Regions from separate parts of the Gossypium hirsutum genome. Here region 2 is linked to region 1. A link is a contact called in public Hi-C data. All regions are on one chromosome and are shown on one strand. The core of a region is the stretch at or near the end of the contact, and the rest is flanking DNA. Distances in the headings are between cores, read along the strand shown.

Evidence for each region. Hi-C and Micro-C count contacts between places; a contact is called where the count stands out from the background.
Region 2: a contact with region 1 is called in a Hi-C map of leaf, with 2.0 times the contacts expected there. The contact joins the promoter of LOC107954092 here to the promoter of LOC107921117 in region 1. A contact is called at or near these places in 3 of 34 Hi-C or Micro-C datasets (callus and leaf).

Annotation. Positions count from the first base shown.
Region 1 is chrD07:13,652,773-13,658,104 of Gossypium_hirsutum_v2.1, reverse strand. It overlaps LOC107921117 (cyclin-dependent protein kinase inhibitor SMR3), which reads left to right and starts at 3,845. Exons shown (of 1, transcript XM_016850986.2): 1 at 3,845-4,893. The coding sequence starts at 4,288. The coding sequence ends at 4,797.
Region 2 is chrD07:13,804,441-13,809,763 of Gossypium_hirsutum_v2.1, reverse strand. It overlaps LOC107954092 (PGR5-like protein 1A, chloroplastic), which reads right to left and starts at 2,139. Exons shown (of 7, transcript XM_016889569.2): 1 at 1,582-2,139; 2 at 1,432-1,494; 3 at 1,242-1,328; 4 at 659-896; 5 at 507-580; 6 at 257-355; 7 at 1-12. The coding sequence starts at 1,803. It also overlaps the pseudogene LOC107954091.

The DNA of each region.
Region 1 (5,332 bases), core at 2,596-5,095:
GTAAATATATATATATATAGAGAGAGAGAGAGAGATTAGGTTAGATGATCTGGAGTGAGATTTTCATGTAAAATAGAAACAAATCTTAAGTGGGAGAGCTCATTGCGTGACAAGTGGCAGGTCTTATTAATTGATATGTCAACCATTTATAATACTAAAATATTAATTAAGATCCACCATTTAAGTTTCAAATAAATTATATTAGTTATATTATTTTTCCTTTTACATTATTATAAATAAATATATCATTTTAATTTGTAGGTTTTATTATTTGGTGTCGCGTTTTATTTTTTTTCATATGTTATCTTTTTTTTGTTATTTTTATAAAATTTTGAATTCTCACATAATGAAAACCATTCTAATATCAACTATATATATATGAATTAATATATTATTGGTATCTAAGTTTAATTTTAATGTTTAACTTAATATTTGATTTTTTTCTATTCTAATTTGATATTTCAGTTTGGCTTAAATAATTGTTTTGGTACTATGGTACTTAAATTTTTCAATTTAATATTTAAGGTTTTTTTGGTCTAATTTAGTATCTGAATTTTTTTTTCATTTATCTCAATTAAGTATTTATGTTTTTTTATCAAAATACATGTGCCAAAGGTCACATAGTGTCATTTGGTTTAGGTACCAAATTGAACTTTAAAGCTAAACTCAAGTACCAAATTAAGATAAAAACACTAAAATATCAAATTAAATATTAAAACTAAACTCAAAAACCAAAAGATACATTTGTGTTTTAATTTCTTAATCAAAATGTTGAAAAAATTCAGAAATCTCATGAAAATTGAAAGTAATTTAATCAATATATACAATACAACTAACTCGTCCTTGGTAGACATAAAAACCCCAGTTATTGATATAGTACTTATCTCATGAAACAAAGCCCTACCAACGCCGATTGGGTGTTGGAGAAAAACATGAATTGATGGGGAGAAAATAAACAAAGAGAAGGAAGATGATGGGGGACATGATGGTCGAAGATGGGAAGCAAAATCATTAAGCATGACTCTATGGACTATGGAGAGCATGAGATTTGCAATTATGTGCCATCACACCCTTTTTTTTAATTACTATTTTCACTTTTCCCTATATTACCTCACTTTAATTTTCTATTTTTATTTTATTATCAAACTCTCTTTTTCTATAATTACTTTATAATCTTTTCCCCTGTTTTTATTTATTTTATTTAAGGATACTTGCTAAAATTAATTTATTGTTTATAATAATTAATTAATTTTTACATTTAATGTAGTAAATGATAATTAATAATCAATTAACACGCATTTTAAGATCAATCCCTAATTATGGTAAAAGTATCATGGAGGCCCTATAATAAAAATTTAATTGCATTTTATCCCTCTACTAAAAAGAATGGGCAAACAAATCTTTGTATGGTCATTCTATTAAAAATTTTATAAATTTCTATTGTTAAAAAACTTGTTATTGTACACCAACATGAGATACACGTGACATGCCATGTGCCACTGTTTGACTATTTCATCACCAATTTTTAACAATAAAAATAGATGAAAATTTTAAATTGAGAGAAAAAAATGCCATATGCTTTATTTACAATGTTGTTTAATTGTATTTTGGATGGTTAATTAATTATATTAATGCTTTGCTGTAAATCGATAAATGCCATATTTTAAATTGTTTTTACATTAAAAAAAAGAAAATAAATTCCGGAAATATGGAAAAGGAATGTAGTAAATCAAAAGGTGAAAATAAATAAATAAATAAATAGATGTGGGAAGTTTGGAAGCCCTTTTCTATCTTTTCGTGATGCGGTGAAATCCAAGCAATCCAATCTGGTCCCCACTGCCGTCGTGATTTTATCATTTCTTAGACGAGAAATTAGTAAATATATTTGTTGATTATGAAGTTTAAATATTTGAATTGCACTTTAAAAAATTACATTCACTTTTGTATTTTTCATTTCAACAAAATATATAACATGATGATATCATAACATTGCCAAAATGGCAATGCTTACCACTACTACAATACTACTCCATAATTAATCTCTTCTATAAAATATTGATTTTTGTGATAATATTGTATAAATATCTATACTATTTATTGATATCACAGTATCAATTCAATTAAGAAAATTTTAAAAATATTCTTTCGTAATTAAAATAAACCATATTATTTGAGGATTTTTTTAGTCTTTTTATTTTTAAGAAAACTATTAAAAATTTTAATGTGATAGGATTTAAACCCGGATTATTTACATTATGCATACTTTGTTATCTGTTGGGTCCCAACTCAAATTTTAAATTACCAAAAAACTTTTATTTTAACAAATCAATAAGTATTAATTTAAGGATAGCCTTGTCTTTTTATATAAAATCTAGAAAAAAAATCATGCTTATGATAGGATTTAAACCTAAAACATTAGACATATAATCTCCTAATTTGACCATTTCAACTAAAGTAATATTTGGTTTTTACATCAATTCTTAATAAATATAGTATATAATAATTTTTACCCATATTATGGCTATGTCATAATCTTATTAATAATGTCATCGATTAATTTAGTGTCATAAGCCAGCTCGATACCAATTCAAGAAAAATAGCAATGCCATAATAAACAATTGAAATGTATTTATTTAAATTTTTTTTTACTTACTATTTAATCTATATTTTTATTTTAATTTCAAAATATTGCATTTGTATTATTATTAATTTGAAATTTTACATTTGTTTATTAATGTATACATGCGTGGTTATAGAATTCTAGTATATATTAGTTGAAAAATCAAAATATAAATCAAATCTTAGTGCGTAGCATATCCAGTTTCCAGTGCAGGAATCCTAAGCCTAAAATCAAAAGCATTCCTTCCAATGTATTGCAATGGGACCCATGTGAAAACATGCACTGCAGCTTTCTGTTCTATTGGAAAATATGTGGGGGAACAAAAAAGGCCTTGAATTTATTAAATACCATACCTGGATCTGGGTCTCTATGCTTTTGCAGTATCATTTCACATTCTTGAATATTGTTTCACTTCTCTACCATATTTTACCATATCTAGTCCTCTTTGGAGAGGCGATGCTAAAACTCTGGTTTGTATGTGACCTTAACTCATATCCTCATAATATCCCATATATATGTGTGTGTGTGTGTTTGACTTTGGGTTTCTCCATTTGTATCTCTGATCTATGTATAATATTGTGAAACAGATTTATGTTGTAATTGGGATCTCCTACATATATACATAGTATCATGCTCTTGCTGTATCTTATAATTATGAGCTTCAATAGTTCAATTATGAATCGTGATATGAGGCCAGGCCATTAAGAAAGCAAAGTAAAAAAAAAAAATGAATGGCAATGATATTGCTCGAGAAATATATATATATATATTTTCCAGGTTTGCTTTGACAATCATTTAGAACCCCCATTGATCCCTGGCAACCCTTCTTGTAAGAGATCCAAAAAACCAGCAACCAATGTCCAAGGAGTGGAGCACAACATGGGGTACATGGCTTAAAACCAGACACCCCAACAATGTCTCCTTTCGGACATGAAAAATTATTATTATAACATTTTCTTTTACTTATAAAACAAACAACAACGAAAATTCATGGAAATATAATAATAAAAACACATTTGGATACTGATATCAAATGGCATATCTCTCCTTTGAGTCCATGTAGTAAACCACGTGGTTTGATGCATCAAAGAGGAAAAAAGCGATCGAGTAAACGAGATTTGTTTTGTATATAGTTAGTTAATGGGTGACGCTAGCTTTTAGTAAGAGTAAAAGTGATTTCACCCTCTCAAGAAAAATAAATAATAATAATAACAGGTAAGCTAGAAAGAGACTTTTTATTTATTATATATAAAGATATAGAGATAGGATGTGAAAGAGAAAGATTTGTGTGGGTGTGATTATATGGTGCTGCATTGGATCCTTCACCAAAGAGTGTTTTCAAAGCCTATATCTGTTTTGCTTTCTTCATCACAAACATCTTGAGAGAGAGAGAGAAAGAGCTAAATTCCAAAGAAACAATCAAGAAAGATGGTGATGTGATGAAGTAGCGCCCCTTCCCATCTTTTCTTTCTTCCTTCTCTTCCAGGCTTTTCATGCCTTGGGTTTTAGGGTAACTACCTAGTACTTCTTGTCTTTTTCAATGCAGATGATCATCTCTCTTTCTGATCTCGATCCTAGAGCTCATTTTTCTTGATTAGACTTGAAGATTTTTTTTTTTTTGGGAGAGGGGGGGGGGCTTGGTTTCTTCATGTACGGGAGCTAAATTCATGGGTGTGTCGAATTCAGAGATGTTTCTCACTGAGAAAGATCTAAGCAGTAGCATGGAAATCGGTTTCTTGGTTAGACGACGCACTCCTTTAGTGTTACAACAAGGAGATGAATGTCAAATTACGACTTTCCAAGACGATGACGATGACCCTCAGCAGCAAAAAGAAGAAAGACTAGGACAAGATCAACAACAAGACAAATGCAAGACGTTGAAGATGGCTCCTTTGGAGTTAAAATTGCCATCTCCAAAGGTTGATGATGAGGAAGATCGAAACAACAATGGGTTCAAGACTCCAACTTCTTCGGACCATAAAATTCCTGTCATCCTCAAGTGCCCACCTGCACCAAGAAAACCAAAATCTCTCCCCATTTCACCCAAACGAAAAGCCTTTGGCCGTCGAATCCTGCTTGATTTTACTAAAGAGATAGAGTCTTTATTTCCTCCGGCTCTTCTTGCAGATCTAGGGAACAAGATTAAGAAAGTCAGACAAGGAAGTGACTTCAACTGATGTTATAATATATATATAGATATTATGTATTTCTGTGAAGAATTTAGACTCATGTTTCTTTTTCTCTCTTCATCAATGCTATATTCAGCTTCAATATTTCAACGCATTAGCTTCTGTTAATTTATGTTCCTCCCCCCCCCATGTTTTTGGGTGTTTTTAACAGAACCCAGATCTAAAAAACATAAAGATTCATCAAGTTGAAGTAGAAAATCATCATGGGTTTGAGCTTTGGATTCTTGGGGGTTCCTTTTTTGTCTGCTTTCCCCATAGACTTTGGGTTCTCTATGTCAAAGCTTTTGAATGGAGTGAAAATGGAGTCTTCTTTTGTGATAGAATGTGGCATTGACTCTTTTTTGAGTTGAGAAAATGGGGTTGCCATTGACTTTCCCAAGAGAAGCAAACATACTCTTGTTTTTACCAGTTGGGTGAGCAAACCCAAGTGGGATATTCTCTCTGATCACAAATTATCCTGGCAGTAAATAATAGATGCTTTCCCTAACTTCAAGGAAGTTTATTTCCCTTCTAAGCATAAAAA
Region 2 (5,323 bases), core at 890-3,389, 150 kb before region 1:
AGATACAGATTGCTGCAAAAACGTAAAAAACAACCGTGTCAACAACAAAAAATCCTATGAATATGTCCTGCAATTCCTATTCCCTATACAGAACAATTTATGATATGTAAATCATACAAAATATTATGAAAACAAAGACGAATGTGTGATCTAAACACTGAAAAGAGGAACATTGAAGTGAATCCTGTGAAACTAAAAAGTTAACAGGTTCTATAAAGGCCTTGTATCTATATCAAAAGTAAGCAAGCTACATTACCTCAGTCTTGGCACGAAACTCTAGAGTGCAATCACAGACATGACAATCTGCTCTGTGGGGGGAACCATTGAATTTTTCTGATTTCACAAATGCAAACACCTAAAGCAAAATAATAAATCAGTTAAGATTGACAGTGGTTAGGTTTGTAGGAGAAGATCTAATGTCTAGGTCGAGAAAAGAAGGATATGGTGGTGCTTTTAGATTTCAGAGACATAAAATAAGTGCAAGAAAAAAAATTGTATAGATTCACCTCCTCCCCACAATTAGGGCATGCACCCTTTAGAGCTACCAAGTCATTTCTCCACAGTCTTTGAAGCACCCGAACTGGAGAAAGTATGAATTAGTACAATTCTGAGGCAGCAGTCAAAAGCAAGATAAATATCACATCGTTAGAAGTCTTACCAGCAGCTGATGCAAGTGGATAGCCAGTCACTGACCCAATGCCCATAAAGAGAATGCCATTAACTGTGGCAAGAAACTCCAAGTTGGCCGCTTGGCTGTCGTAGGACGCACTAGAACTGAATGGATCTTGATACGCTAGACTAATGGTGTAAATGATAGGCACAAGACACAATGTACAGCCAAATGCAAAAATAAGGATCCATATACTTGCTAACGCCAAACCTTGAGACAAATCTTCCTGCCCTACATCCAAGAACAGCTCAATATTCAACCAGAACACATACAAATAACAAAGAGAACATATCACTGATCCTACCCACCATTTCCCAAACAACATAACAATACAATGGATCAAAACTCAATCTTTGGCGACGCATTTAACATATAGAAAAAGTACCATACGAGACCTTTACCACATCAGCTAAAAGCATATGCTGAACAATTCAGGGTGTAACATAACATAAATGGGTTTTCTTTTTTACTACATTAACAGCTGATTTGGGACAAAGATAAAGCATTGAACAGAACATAAAAACCAGGAAAAACGACATATAAACAAATAGATGATTCTAAAGAGAATTACCTCTGCATCTGCATAAGTAGAATGTCTTCTTATACTGCAACGAGGGTACTTAACAACGGATTTCGAACCATACCAACGTAGTTTTAACTGCATATAAAAAGCAATTACATTTACCATATATCAGTGAATATTAAATTAAAGAAAAACTTTCACTGATAAAAAGATTAAATATTTAAACAAAGTTAGTTACCTCTACTCTATCAAACATGTCATCAACTATCAAAGGCTCCCCACTGTAATAAGCATCCCGAGCCTGATCATTTGATTCCAAGAACAAATTTTAATTAATTCAGTTAAGAAACAGCTTAGTTGTTGAAAATTAGTGAATAAAATCTCTTACTTGGCGATAGAGAGCTTCTAAGGTTTCTTGACTGGCAGTCTCGACAGGGCCAACGAATATGCAAGAAGGCCCTTCCTCCTTGGCGGAGGTGGTGAAGCCCTGGCTATTGCTGGCGGAGAAACCCGAGACGCGAACCGAGAAGGGTGGTGGTTTGGTCCGGGATAAGGGTGGCTTAACGACGGCGGAACTTCCGACGACGTGAGGTCTAATGGAGTGGGACATGGCAGGTATATTAAATGTGACGGAGGGAAGGGAACATTAGGCGTGTGGAAACTGGAAACTGGAATCTGGAAATGGTTTTGCGACCACGAAAAATGATTGGGGGATTTGGAGGGTAGGGAGTTGGGGTTTATAAATGGGGATGGGGATGGGGATGGGGATTTTGAGGAGAATTTGTGAAGGGTAATCGTGTTTGGGCGCGTAAATATCTGCTTGCTTGGTTGGCTGATCCTCTTTGGTGATTGGTTCTGGATTTTATTTCCGTCTCTGTCCATCCCAATTACAAATATGTGCTTCCCACTCCAAACCCGGCTTTCATATAGCTCCATTCCATCTCAATTCACAATTTTCATTTTTAACTCCCAATTATTTATTGTCATAAATCTTGATTCGAGGTGGAGTTAACACAGTCAGATATTTAATAAATTGCTTAGATAATAGGTATTTACTCCTTTCGAATACTCTTTTTGTTTACACTTTTTGGAATGTGATTGGGTTTAGATGTAAATAGTCCCTGGGTTGATTGAGAGTGATTTGCAAGAACATGAGGGCATTGGTAAAAATGAATCCTTACCTTCAGTCCTTTTGCTACGTGAGTTACTTTTTTGTACGAGAGTGCATCATCTTTTTATTGGATAAAATTCCCTTATTTGTTGACTAGAGTGGCACCAAGTCTACTTGAAATGATAGCATTTGTAGGTACAACATTTGAGCAGATTTTACACAACAAAATGATGATCTATAAAGAATTTTTCTGTGTCTAGAAAGGTCTAATCAACGCTCCCATCATTGTTTCTCGTTTGACGGTAGCTTTAAAATCCATATTAGACAGACAAAACTATGATTTCGTTTCTCTAGTTGCCATCCTATATAAACAAGATTAAGGGTCAGATTACGTCTAAAACCATCACAAATTCACAGTAATGCATCACCCAAAACTGAAACCTAATGAAAGAGTCACTACATTGAAAAATACCAATCAAATAAAAGGAACCAGACGGTAGGAAAGAAAGAAAAAGATGAGTGAATCTAGTTGGTCCATGTAGCCAGCAATTCCGGGTTCGTATCTCAGCATTTGCAATCACTTTTTTTCCCCAGATTGTGGTTTCCTAAGAGAAAGATTGGCAGTAGTATTTACAATAAGCAAAACAAGAGATTCATGGTTATTCCTCCTCCTAGTTTCTTATGCTAATACATCTCCCCCCACTTCCACATTTTTCATTGAAAGGAAAAGCTGGATCACATCCATGGGAACGCACGCTCTTCGAGCTTCACCGAAAGCTTCCCAAGTTTGCTTGAGAAGAAAGGATCCCATTCGTGGCCTCCAAGTTTCCCAAATGTGAGATACTTCCATGACTCTTGCTCAGGAAATTCGGAATTCACTTCTTTCCCATCTTTCATTTGGTTCCTGATTGTTTCAACTCTGTCAAGAACTCCTTTAACTGTCAGATTGAACGCATCTCCGATGGTTTGCAATCTCGAAGCAGGATCTGCATAGATCACATTTGGAATCAGCTTTATGACCTCATCCCTCATTGCTGCTCTTTATCTCTTGGGATTCTTTGCAACAGTTGTTCAATGTTGACCTCGCCGGATTTAACGGCACTGGCCGGTATCAGCACAGAATATTTGGTGTAATCCTTGGGGAAATGCCATAAATATTGAACATATGCAGAACCTGGATGGAAGAAAACTGGAACGCAGCCTGCCAATATTGAATCAAATATTGACCTCCTGGTGTAGGAATTCCCAGGAGGTTGTAAGCAAAAGATAGAGCTTTGAAACAACTTCATCAAATTTTCTGGCTTGTAGCACCTCTGGGTTTGATCACATTCTAGGAACCTGCATCTCTTCCTTGACACTAGGCACTGGTCGATAATTTCATTGCGGATACAGTCGTCCCGATTAGGCCTTCTTGCACCTCCAAAAGAGAACAAGAAACGCCTCTTAAGTTCTCTCATTCTGTTCTGCCATTGGAACACATCATCATCTCTTGAAGGGTGGAAGTACGTGGGATACGGTATCGCGAAGTCGATGTTGTTCCAAGGACTCGACTCAATTACTAGCATTGTCATGTTCTTTGATTCGGGGTAAGTCAAAAGCCCATTGCCCCAATCAGACACATTCTTGAGGTCCCTCCTGAAATCCCAATTGATTCTTCCAGCAACCAAGAAATGGTCTCGACCCCACGTATTTTTCCATTCGGGTCTACCCGCAAGCCACTTGACAAGCTCCATTGCATCATGGTCTCTCCTATAACCAATAGGACCCCAAAGGTAACGACCAACATCAAGGCCTGCATAATATGGAACATAGATTGCTGAAGCCACCATTGGATCATTAGTTAAACACTGGTACTGCTTCATACTGTTGTGGAAAATGACTTCTAATAAGAACTGGTTCGTCGAAAACCAGCCAGTTTTTGAATAAAGCTTTTCATTGCACGGAAGAGGGGGGCCTAGGCCAAGGTTTAATGCAGACTCACACATGTCTGTCCATGAACTGAGCGACTGGCAGTTGTCCAGCAAGTCTTGGTTAAATTTCCTAGGGATATCATGAACAAATATGTACCCACCCAAACAAGGTGATGGATCGGGTTCCGGTTTTACGACATTTTGTGGTTTTGGTTCTTGGGGTTTTACCACATTTTGTGTTCTTGGTTGTGGAACAACTTGCTCTACTTTTTTGGGTATGGTGGTGGCTGCAGCAACAGCCTCAACAGGTTTAATCCTGCCTCGTCTCTTGCTACTCTTAGCTTCCCTTCTGCCCTTGATAGTGGGGAGGTCATCCCTCACATTTCTGAACTCTTCTTCAAGTATTTTTCCGGATATTGTCTCGAAAGTTTCGGTTTCATTATCATCAGCCATCAACAAAGCGATCAACCGATCGATATCGATATCCCTGTCTATGTAAAACTTAATAGGCTTCCTATCGTTTTCCGTTTCATCAATGGCCTTTCCCTTATTATCTTCAATCTTAACATCATTAACATAAGAAGCATTCCCTGTTTCATTTTTAACAACGTCGTGTAATGAAGACTCGGACGAACCCACAAAACCGGTTCGATTGTTGCCTAAGAAACTATCCCCCATCTTTCCAAATGTTATAGATGAAGAATACAAGTAAAACAATGAGAACCATATAAGAAAAGAGATCAAAACAATGTACCAGGATTGGGTTCGGCAGGGACATTTTCCATTAATTGGTTTCTCCATTGACGCTTCACGGTTTATTCAGTTTCATGTATGTACAATTCATGCAGACAAAGAAGCTGGAAAATCATGCAAAGGAATTTCTGCTGGGGAAAATGACAAGTTGTTTGAATCATTCAACATCTTTGGTGCACTGAGGAAAATTTCTATATATCTGATGCGTTGAACCACATGGAAACAAATATGAGGGCTGATTTTCAGTGATTTTGCCTACACTTAGATCAAATGATTACCGATTGATCATAATGGTCAATCATTCTTTAATCTGTAGACATTGGTTGAGGAGAATGATGAAATGGTAATCACCTTAG